Linked DNA regions of Mus musculus: all the other regions are linked to region 2. The links are chromatin contacts, called in public ChIA-PET and HiChIP or PLAC-seq maps. All regions are on one chromosome and are shown on one strand. The core of a region is the stretch at or near the end of the contact, and the rest is flanking DNA. Distances in the headings are between cores, read along the strand shown. Region 1 has its middle 5.8 kb from the start of Gm38920. Region 2 holds the start of St8sia1 (ST8 alpha-N-acetyl-neuraminide alpha-2,8-sialyltransferase 1). Region 3 holds the start of Kcnj8 (potassium inwardly-rectifying channel, subfamily J, member 8).

The links. ChIA-PET counts read pairs in DNA pulled down with a chosen protein or histone mark. HiChIP or PLAC-seq counts read pairs in DNA pulled down with a chosen protein or histone mark.
Region 1: a contact with region 2 is called in an RNA polymerase II ChIA-PET map of memory CD8 T cells, with 6 read pairs. The contact joins the enhancer-like site here to the promoter of St8sia1 in region 2. A contact is called at or near these places in 11 of 39 promoter capture datasets (the 3T3-L1 cell line, cranial neural crest, embryonic stem cells and 6 more), 26 of 484 Hi-C or Micro-C datasets (Sertoli cells, Th1 cells, cardiomyocytes and 13 more), 6 of 115 datasets of contacts at active chromatin or transcription factors (astrocytes, embryonic forebrain, forebrain and 3 more) and 1 of 9 other capture datasets (embryonic stem cells).
Region 3: an H3K4me3 HiChIP or PLAC-seq map of embryonic stem cells shows a contact between it and region 2, with 4 times the contacts expected there. The contact joins the promoter of Kcnj8 here to the promoter of St8sia1 in region 2. A contact is called at or near these places in 2 of 39 promoter capture datasets (cranial neural crest and neural stem cells) and 4 of 115 datasets of contacts at active chromatin or transcription factors (astrocytes, effector CD8 T cells, embryonic stem cells and 1 more).

The regions. Positions count from the first base shown.
Region 1 is chr6:142,537,467-142,540,437 of GRCm38.p6, reverse strand. No RefSeq gene overlaps it. Among named protein-coding and RNA genes, the nearest start is that of Gm38920, 5.8 kb to the left of the region's middle. Within about 2 kb of position 1,712, at least 38 of the 459 cell types and tissues checked have an H3K27ac peak or open chromatin away from gene starts, as enhancers often do. A contact at or near this core is called in Th1 cells, liver, memory CD8 T cells and 1 more, where this site is marked.
Region 2 is chr6:142,962,986-142,966,014 of GRCm38.p6, reverse strand. It overlaps St8sia1 (ST8 alpha-N-acetyl-neuraminide alpha-2,8-sialyltransferase 1), which reads left to right and starts at 1,563. Exons shown (of 5, transcript NM_011374.2): 1 at 1,563-2,479. The coding sequence starts at 2,247.
Region 3 is chr6:142,569,645-142,572,912 of GRCm38.p6, reverse strand. Kcnj8 (potassium inwardly-rectifying channel, subfamily J, member 8) reads left to right here and starts at 1,299. Exons shown (of 3, transcript NM_008428.5): 1 at 1,299-1,729; 2 at 2,460-2,907. The coding sequence starts at 2,534.

The DNA of each region.
Region 1 (2,971 bases), core at 463-2,962, 430 kb after region 2:
TCAGCAAATTATAAGACACAATGGGGTCATCCTGGTATAAAAAGAGCAAAAAGAGGAGCATTTCCTGGGTAGATTCCTGTCCTAATGACATTCTTGTCTCCAGTAACAAGGGACCCAAGGAAAAAGCCATCTGGTCCCTTTTGTCAACTTCCTGCCTTTATCAGAGGAAATGAAATGTGTCCTTGTAACCTTTCAAATCCCACATAAACAGTATGAGGAAAGCTGTCAAAATCATGTAGTATAAGCAACGCTTGTATTTTTACACATTGTTTTTAATTCTTCTAGGAATATCACTGACTGGTAAGCCCACAGACGACCCCAACTCCAGTGACTAGTGATGACGGATAATGACAACAACTTACTGAAGGCATACTAACACTCAGTGTGGGCAGAGAATGGGTGTTATCTCAACAACCCTAAAAGAGGATTCACAGGGCCAAAGGGGAAAACTATACAGCCCATTGTCTTCTTTCCTTCTCTGAAGATACTAATGACAACCCTCACACAAGGCAAGAGTCAACTCAGCGTTGATGCAGGCATGTGTCAATGACTTCATTGTTTCAAACCCATGGCAGTCCTTCTGCCTCAGCTTCTCCTGGGCTGGGATTGCAGGAATACCACACCCTGCGCATGCAATGACTTTATGAAAGGAGTAGACACTGACTAGTTAGTCCATGCCAGGCAGGTTGCTTGTTAGCTGTAACCTCTTAAATGTAGACAGTCTCAATCCATCACAGTTTGACTACAGTTTCTCAGCTTTACAGTGTCATGAGAGCTATACAGAGCCAGTTGAAACCATGCTCCAATTTTTGAATAATGAACATTCAACCAACCAGCAATAGGCAGTGTCTTAAAGTTTTACTGATGTGAACAGATATCATGACCAAGGCAACTCTTATAAAGGACAACATTTAATTGGGTCTGGCTTACAAGTTCAGAGGTTCAGTCCATTATCTTCATGGCAACAGCATGGCAGCATCCAGGCCGGCATGGTGGAGCTGAGAGTTCTTCTTCATCTGAAGGCTGCTAGTGGAAGACTGACTTCCAGGCAGCTAGGGTGAGGGTCTTAAGCTCACACCCACAGTGACACACCAACTCTAACAAGGCCATACCTCTAATGGTGCCAGTCCCTGGCCCAAGCATATACAAACTATCACACAGAGCTATACACTCAAGCAATCTGGGCACCCACAGAGGCTCCTAGCGAGTCATGCCATTATAAGGAGGAACAAGCATGACTTTATACAGCCAACTATACTGGGAAGGTAGAATATTTACCAAGTTAAGTGGTTATATGGTTGTTTGCTTATATTTTCAACTTACAGCTGAGGAGCAGTTTTCTATGCATGTATCTACCTGTGGATGGAAAACAAATTATATACTGCATGCTATTGATGAACAAATGAAAAAAATGCAAAAGTACTATAATAAAAGAGCTTCTCACGAGCGTCCGTGAGGAAGATAAAAAGTGTTTTCTGTGGAGGAATTGTGTTTATTAAAGGCGTTCTGCCAAGGGTGTTTGTATTCTGCCAATTATTGAAATGTACACATTTTGACCTCGTTTTAGCACTGAGTAGGCTGAGGCTAAGGACGAGGCGCTGGCACAGAGCCCCGTGGCCGCGAATGAACTGGAGAAGCCTCACACTCTCCTGTTACCGACTCTCTTCTCACAACGCTGTCCCCACTTCCGCCTGTCTTCCCGCAGCTGTTTTGGTTATTGTTCTCGGCGATGCTGCTGTCATTTCCTGTTCACACTCAGACAGGATACTTTCAGGATGGTGCCTTCCAGCCAGGACCAACTCATCATCCTCCCTCAGCTCTCACCAAACGGCATAGGGAAGGCCGATGGCGGCATGCAGCCCTCAAACTTGGATGACCCGGAAATCATCTGGGAGCCTTGAGAACATTCCCACACTGGGCTCCCACCTGCTGACGCTCGCTCCATGCGTGCTGGAAACTGGGAATCCGTGCGTGTCAAGGCTCTCCGGGTGATGGTCATACACAGCAGAGAACTGGAACTGCTCTTCTGTGTGTTGTTTAGGCCTCTCTTGGGATCTCCAATGCTCTTTGTCCCGGCCATCAGACTGAATGATTGACTATCCCTGTTTCTTCCAAATAGCTGAGATGCCTCTAGCTGTCCATGAAGGTGTTAGCTTTGGTCATGCTACAAAAAATTACTGCAGAAATTCTTGAGACTGTCAGCGTTCAAGTGCCCAATTCCTCCACCACCCAGTCCTTTCATTTCTGCCTCCTTTGCACTGTGAATGCCTTTCACTTCATCTAAGGTGGCTCTTGGTTGGTCATATTTCTGTTTTTTTCCCTGTAACCCCACAATCTCCCAACTTGTTCAAGTTTATCGATTTCTAGTTACCATGTTATATATTTCCAGATCACTGTCTCTGTCACTAACAATTATTCAACTGTCTTAAACCTTTGGTTCTCTTATCTCTTCTTCATGGTACTTGACCCCCAGCTTTCTTCCCTACTTTAGATTCTTGTATTTATTGATAGAGTTGCTTATGTTCAGTATAATCGTTCTTAACTCTCTTCCCCACCCCCACATCCTCTGGAAACTCCAAACTTAGTTAGCTATACTATTCATGGTCATGGTCACTGGGCTCGTTGTTACGATTCTTGGCCTCTACTGGGCCACAGGTGCTTCCAGGAAATGCATTTGCAGTTCTAGTCTCTCACTCTGAGGTGATGACCTGGACTTCTGCTCTTCTGAGAAGATAATGGGTTTGGAGAGAACCTTCAAGAGTCTGCCATAATTTATTAGAGTTTTCCTCCATTCTCGTGAACTTGATTTCCCCTTCCGTTCTGTGTAGGATCTTCTTACACTTACCCGGGCTACTCGTTCCCTGGCACCTCTCACTTGCTTAAGGTAGCACCTGCCTCCCAAGAGATCGTTCCAATCAGTATACAAACATGCTGGTCCCGGGGCAGATCCTCCTTAAGGAAAAAACTTTCT
Region 2 (3,029 bases), core at 314-2,813:
TCCCCATCTTGCCTTCCTAGAACAGAGGAAGTTTGGGGTGAGAGGGATCTTCATTTTATTTTAACATTTATTATATTTTAAAATTATGTGCCTGTAATGGTGTGGAGGTTTGTATATGTATGTGCAGGTGCCTTCAGAAGACCTCCCCTCCCCCTCCCCAGTCAGATATGTAATTGTGAGCTGCCTGCCCGCAGTGAGTGCTAGGAACTGAATACAGGTCCTCTAAAAGAGCAGCAAGCTTCTAACAGCGGCAAGAGCAGTCTTTTTTTTTTTTTTTTTTTTTTGGTTTTTCGAGACAGGGTTTCTCTGTGTAGCCCTGGCTGTCCTGGAACTCACTTTGTAGACCAGGCTGGCCTCGAACTCAGAGATCCGCCTGCCTCTGCCTCCCAAGTGCTGGGATTAAAGGCGTGCGCCACCACGCCCGGCGGTAAGAGCAGTCTTTATTTGCTTCTATCAGCGGCAAGGGCAGTCTTTATTTTAACTAACGGTATTTGGTTCCACTGGGGAGCATTGAGCAGTCTTCCTAAGAAAAGCATTGCAATGCTGGTAGAGGTTGGTTGGCACCAAAGTCTCAAGTTTCACCTCTCCCTACTGAAGGTGCTAAAAAAGACTGCAGGGCACAAACTAGTCACTGTGGGCCGTCTGGAGTGCTGCTCTTGGCTGAACAAATGGAACTGTGGCCTGAGATTTCAGTCCTGTGACGACTAAGCTAGCTGGTTTTGGAGGCTGCAGACTTTCTTCTTTGTCCTTGCACAGGATGCTTAAGCAAATAGAAGAGACTGCCGCTAGGAGGTACCCGAGCCTTTTCCGACTTCTGCTAGGGCGAGCAGAAATGGCTTACTGTGAGTCTCTCCTCTAGGCGGGTCCAGGCGGGTTGCACGTTTCCAAGGTCGTGGTTGTGATAAGCTTGCCTTTGCAGCCTTTTAAGAATAAACAGCTTTTTAGTCTACAGAGGCGTTATCTCCTCCAAGGTCTGCGGGAGAACACCAGCCACAAGCATATGAGGATGCCCCTCTGTTCTCGGAAGGGTGGAGGCAAGGTGGTGGATCCCAGTGTGCATGCATCTCCCCTTGTGCCCAGTAGCAGCAGTGTGTGTGTGTGTGTGTGTGTGTGTGTGTGTGTGTGTATGTGTGTGTGTGTGTTCGCGCGCGCGGACGTGTATGTGCGTGCCTGAGCGTGTGAGCTCGCGCCCGCGCGTGCACGCAAGTGCGTGCATGGAATCGTAGCTCAGCACGGGCTGATCTGATTAAGGGAGCCGAGGAAGGAATAAATATTCGCCAGCCTCCTCACTGCTCAGTTATAACCAATCAATTGCAGAAAGGAGAGGGAGACAGCAGCCTGGGCACAAGGTGTGCGGGTCCCCAATCTGTGCATACTCCGGGATAGACATATGCGCGTGTGCATGCACGCACCAGAGGGGCTGCTGCTCTTATTGTCTGCCTCCCTCTGCAGAGAACAAGGGCAGCGGCGAGGGGCCTGCACCCTGGGCTAGCGTCGCGGCCCCAAGCAGGTCACGGGAGGCAATTTCGCGGGTGGGGGAGGGCGGGGGAGACCTTGATTTCCACCAATCCCGGGGCGCGTGTCTGCGGAGTCCAGGGCGCAGCAGAAGGCTGCGGCGCACCGCTGAATGAACTGATGAGAGAGAGTTCTAGGTTTGCCCGTGAGGGGCGCGGAGTGAGGGTCCTGGCGGGCGCGGCCGAGGCGCCGGGGGTGGGGTAGCGGTCCCGGGCCATCGTGGAAATTTCCAAGGACTTGGTGTGGCGCGGAGAGCGCATCTGGGGGGTGCCGGGCACCGCGGCGGCGCAGGAGGCGGGGAAAGGGCGGTGCAGGGCGCAGGAGCATCTCTTTCTGGAAGGGACACAACCCATCAGACGTCCGGGAGCCAGCCGCGCCTCTTCCAGGACCCCAGCCGAGGGCGACGGTGATGCTGCAGTAAGGGCGGGAGCCACCGGCCCCACTGCTCTTAGACTCCTTCATCGCCCGCTGCCTGCAGGGAAAGAGACTAAGGCTTGTGATTTGCCCGGAGGCCACTTCCTTTAGCAAGACATCCCAGTAAAAGTTGCATTGGCGAAGATCCTTGTAGCTGACCTCTGGGGCCGTGGCGTGGGGGTTCCCCAGCCGTGCGTTTGCGAGCTGGAAAGCCAAAGGTGTGTGTGCATGGGGGGCCGGCCACTGGAGCATCCTTCACTGCCACTTTGTCCAGCGTTGTGCTGAGGGTACACTGACCCTGGGACATCGAGGCTGCGATGAGCCCCTGCGGGCGGGCCCTACATACGTCCAGAGGGGCCATGGCCATGCTAGCTCGGAAATTCCCGCGTACCCGGCTACCCGTAGGAGCCAGTGCCCTCTGTGTGGTGGTCCTCTGTTGGCTCTACATCTTCCCTGTCTACCGGCTGCCCAACGAGAAGGAGATTGTGCAAGGGGTGCTGGCACAGCGGACGGCTTGGAGGACGAACCAGACGTCAGCCAGTCTCTTCAGGTACCTACTGCTGGCCGTTGCTCCCCTCCAGCATCCCTTCCTGCTAGTGTGCAGAAGACAGGGTCGCTTGTGAGGCTTCTCTGTCCTGTGCCCTCTGTGCCGTGCCCAACCTAGAGACTTAAGTCAGGGTCTCTGTCCCATCCCTCATCCCAAGAGACGTTTCAAGGTACCTTTGCAAAATCAAGGATTTTTTTGGTCTGTCCCTAGTCTGTGTTGTATTTGCAATTGACCCATCTCTGTGGGAAGGGAGACCCAGAACAACTTAGAGACTGTTACTTTCAGAGAATTTATTTTTTAGCCTCCGTAGATGTTTGGTGCTAAAGAGAAGTAAGCTAGAAGTAGGTTAAGAAGCGTTCCGGGGCAGTTTGTAACACAAATCAACCATGCAGGAGTGATGGGCAAACCTCCAGTCACGAAACCATGAAAACTAGCCAGGCCTTCGCCGTGGCTTTGCGCAGTGTGTCCATTGCGAGTCCGGAGCACGGAACCATGACCCACTAAGGATCGGACCTGCACGATTTTTGTGTTGAAATTTCAACACATTTTTGAT
Region 3 (3,268 bases), core at 50-2,549, 390 kb after region 2:
GCACAGAGGAGTAGCCGTGTAGTTCAGTTGGTAGAGTGGTTGTCTATGCACAAGGTCTTAAACAAAACAAAACAAACCCCAGACATGATGGCACACACCTACGATCCCAGCACAAGGAAGATAGGCAGGAGGATTAGAAGTTCAGGGTCACCATAGGCTACACAGCAAGTTCGAGGCCAACTCAGAATATGTGAAACCCTGTCTTCTGAAAAAAAAAAAAAAAAGAGTTTAATGTTTTTGGTGTTAAATTAGTAGACAGTAAATTGCACAGCAAGGTGCACTTCAAACTGTATTTCAGTGGCAGAACTCACAGCACAAATGTTGTCTGCATGGCTGCTATGAGGCTACAACATGAATTACTGCAGAAAACAAAGGAAACAAAAAGAATCTCACTGACAGGACAGGCCCTCCAGAATGCAAGGGGTTAAGCAGATCTACCCACAGTGGAAAAAGGGAAGGGGGGCTCTTCATTTTCCTTCATTAAAGACTAATTTTAGGTCTTTCTAGTAAATTAACATGCTGTTTATACTTCGGATACTCCCGACCCTCAAGTCTTGGAAAACATAAAATTTCCAAGAATTAAAGTTTCCATTAATACAAACGCCAAAAGCAGGATGACCGGCGGGGGGGAAAAAAAGCACATTTGTTCCCCCACCCCCACCCCCGCTCCTTCTCAAAAGCTATAGAAAGACATTTACTGTATAATCTTTCTTGTGCGCAAGTGAGCAGTCTTATCATTCTTACGATCTAGACTGGAGGGAGAGGCCTGCGGCCAAGAGTCAAAACGGAGCCGCGACTGCGCCTGCCTGCCCCGAAGGCAGGTGTGGTGCTGGACTTTGCTTAGCCGTCCTGCTGGGTGTAAATTTTCTTTATTGGAAGAGACTGTTGATGGTGTTTTTGTTGTTAGTCTCTATCTTTGTTTCCCTTTTTGTTTCTTTTGTGTGACTTTAAGTGCCTGAAAACTGGTCTTAGTTGGTGAAATCGGTTTTTTTTCCGAAAGGATTTCAGCCCTCCCACCCCTCTATATTCTAACACGAATAGATTTACAAGTTCAGGGCAGGGACCCCACCCTCACCCCACGCTCACCCCACAATCACCCCACCCAAAACACCTACACTCTCTCTATCTGGTTTTATTTCATCTGAAGTAACCCAGTGATACCCCCCCCCCGCAAGTTACACTTTAAAAAATAATAAATTAAAATCTCTTTGCGTCAGTGAACTTGGGCTCAGAAAGTTCTCTGAGCAGCGAGCCTTTTAAAGATGTGTGTGCCGGTCTGGCAGCAGAATCCGGGCTACTGGGAACCGAGCTGGCTCGGCTGGTGCCTCCTCCCCCGGTGGTCCCTCCCTTCTGGCCGGCTCCCTGCCTCCCCGGCTCCCCCGACTGGCCTCCGCCTCCACTTTCCCCGGCTCGCTCGGAGGTCTGGCCCCAGCTAGGCGGCTGAGGAGCTGGCGGAGCATGGCCACTAGCACCTCTATCCCCAGCTCCTACCCCGCCCTCCCCGTGGCCCGGCAGCAGGAGGGGGGAAGCCAAACCCAACCCTCATCTTCCAGCCCTCCTCCCCGCGTGCACTATGGATCGCACCTTCTAGAGTCTTAACTCAGTTCTGGAGGACCAACATCCCCCGGATCTGCACTTCGGGAGGTCTCTGCTCCCGGGATGCGAGAGCCTGGGACCAGCCCGCCCTGTGCGGAGCTCAAGCCGCAGCCGGGAGCGCAAACCCGAGTCTGTAAGTTGCATCGCGCCTCCCGGGGAGAGGAGGGGAAGCCGGCTATAGCGCAGCCCAAAGCCAAACAGTCAAGGTGTACCCAGATTGGCTCGAGCTGTGCAAATCCACTGCAGACCTCAGCAGTGTCTCTAATCCCCGCGTCGCAAATTACTTTCCAGCATATAGTATGATATAGGTTCAGAGGGAGGGGCGGGGAGTCTGGCTGCCTTTTAAAACGCATCTCGTAAATCCTTCCAATTTAATATCAATCATTTTCAAGTTCGAAAACGCAATGTTTGGTATCTTTTAATTACAGTTAATATTTTCTTAATGAACAGGAAGCAGTTTTCTTCGCTGCTACTAAAAGAATCCCTCCATCTTTCCTTTTAACCTTGCTACTTTATCTAAATAGTTTAGCAAGTAGATAGTGAACCCACTTGGCCTTTAATTTTCGTCCTCAGGCTTGCCTGACTAATCCCGAGACACAAAAGAATATACAGAAAATGCTTAAAGATTTGCTTATAGCGGTTATTTCCAAGAGTGAGCAGGGAGGAGAGAGAGAGAGGGGGGGGGGGATTCCTCCGGTTCTGATCAAAAGTTTTCTCTGGGATCCCAGACCTCAGACACAAAGTGGGTTCTCTTTTGTATTGATCACATCTTTAATTTAATATGTGTGTAAAACAGCATCCCTTTGTACAGATACCTGAGACGAGGAAATGAAGTTGACAGTTTTTAATAAGCGTTTCTCTAGTCTAGGAGGACGCGTGTGGAGGAAAGGAGCCACAGGTTCAGGCAGGTGCATAGGCGGGCTATGGTGAAAGGAAGATGTTGGCCAGGAAGAGCATCATCCCGGAGGAGTATGTGCTGGCGCGCATCGCAGCGGAGAACCTGCGCAAACCGCGCATCCGCGACCGTCTCCCCAAAGCCCGCTTCATCGCCAAGAGCGGAGCCTGCAACCTGGCACACAAGAACATCCGAGAGCAAGGTCGCTTCCTGCAGGACATCTTCACCACCTTGGTAGACCTGAAGTGGCGTCACACGCTGGTCATCTTCACCATGTCCTTCCTCTGCAGCTGGCTGCTCTTCGCTATCATGTGGTGGCTGGTGGCCTTCGCCCACGGGGACATCTATGCTTACATGGAGAAAGGCACCATGGAGAAGAGTGGCCTGGAGTCCGCTGTCTGTGTGACCAATGTCAGGTAAGAATGAAATGGAGTTACCAGCAAAGTAGAAATAAAAAGCTCTTTCAGCTAGTCGATTGTGAAATAAAGGGTCTTCATTGGGCAGTTCAGAAACAAAAAGCAAATACAGGGTGCAGGGTTGAAGTTAGCACATTAAAGTCTTTGTAAATGTAGTTTTACCAACAGGTTTCTGAGAATGTGCGACTGCTTCTTTGTGCTGACCTTGGATGGGTTCAAAGAATTCCTGACTCCCCCCCCCCCAACAACAACAACAAACAACAACAACAAAAAAAAAAAACCACAGTTCGTTTTCACCACAAGGATGTCCAGTGTGCACCAGGAAATATTCCCAGTCCATCCAAAGCACTGTGCAAATACA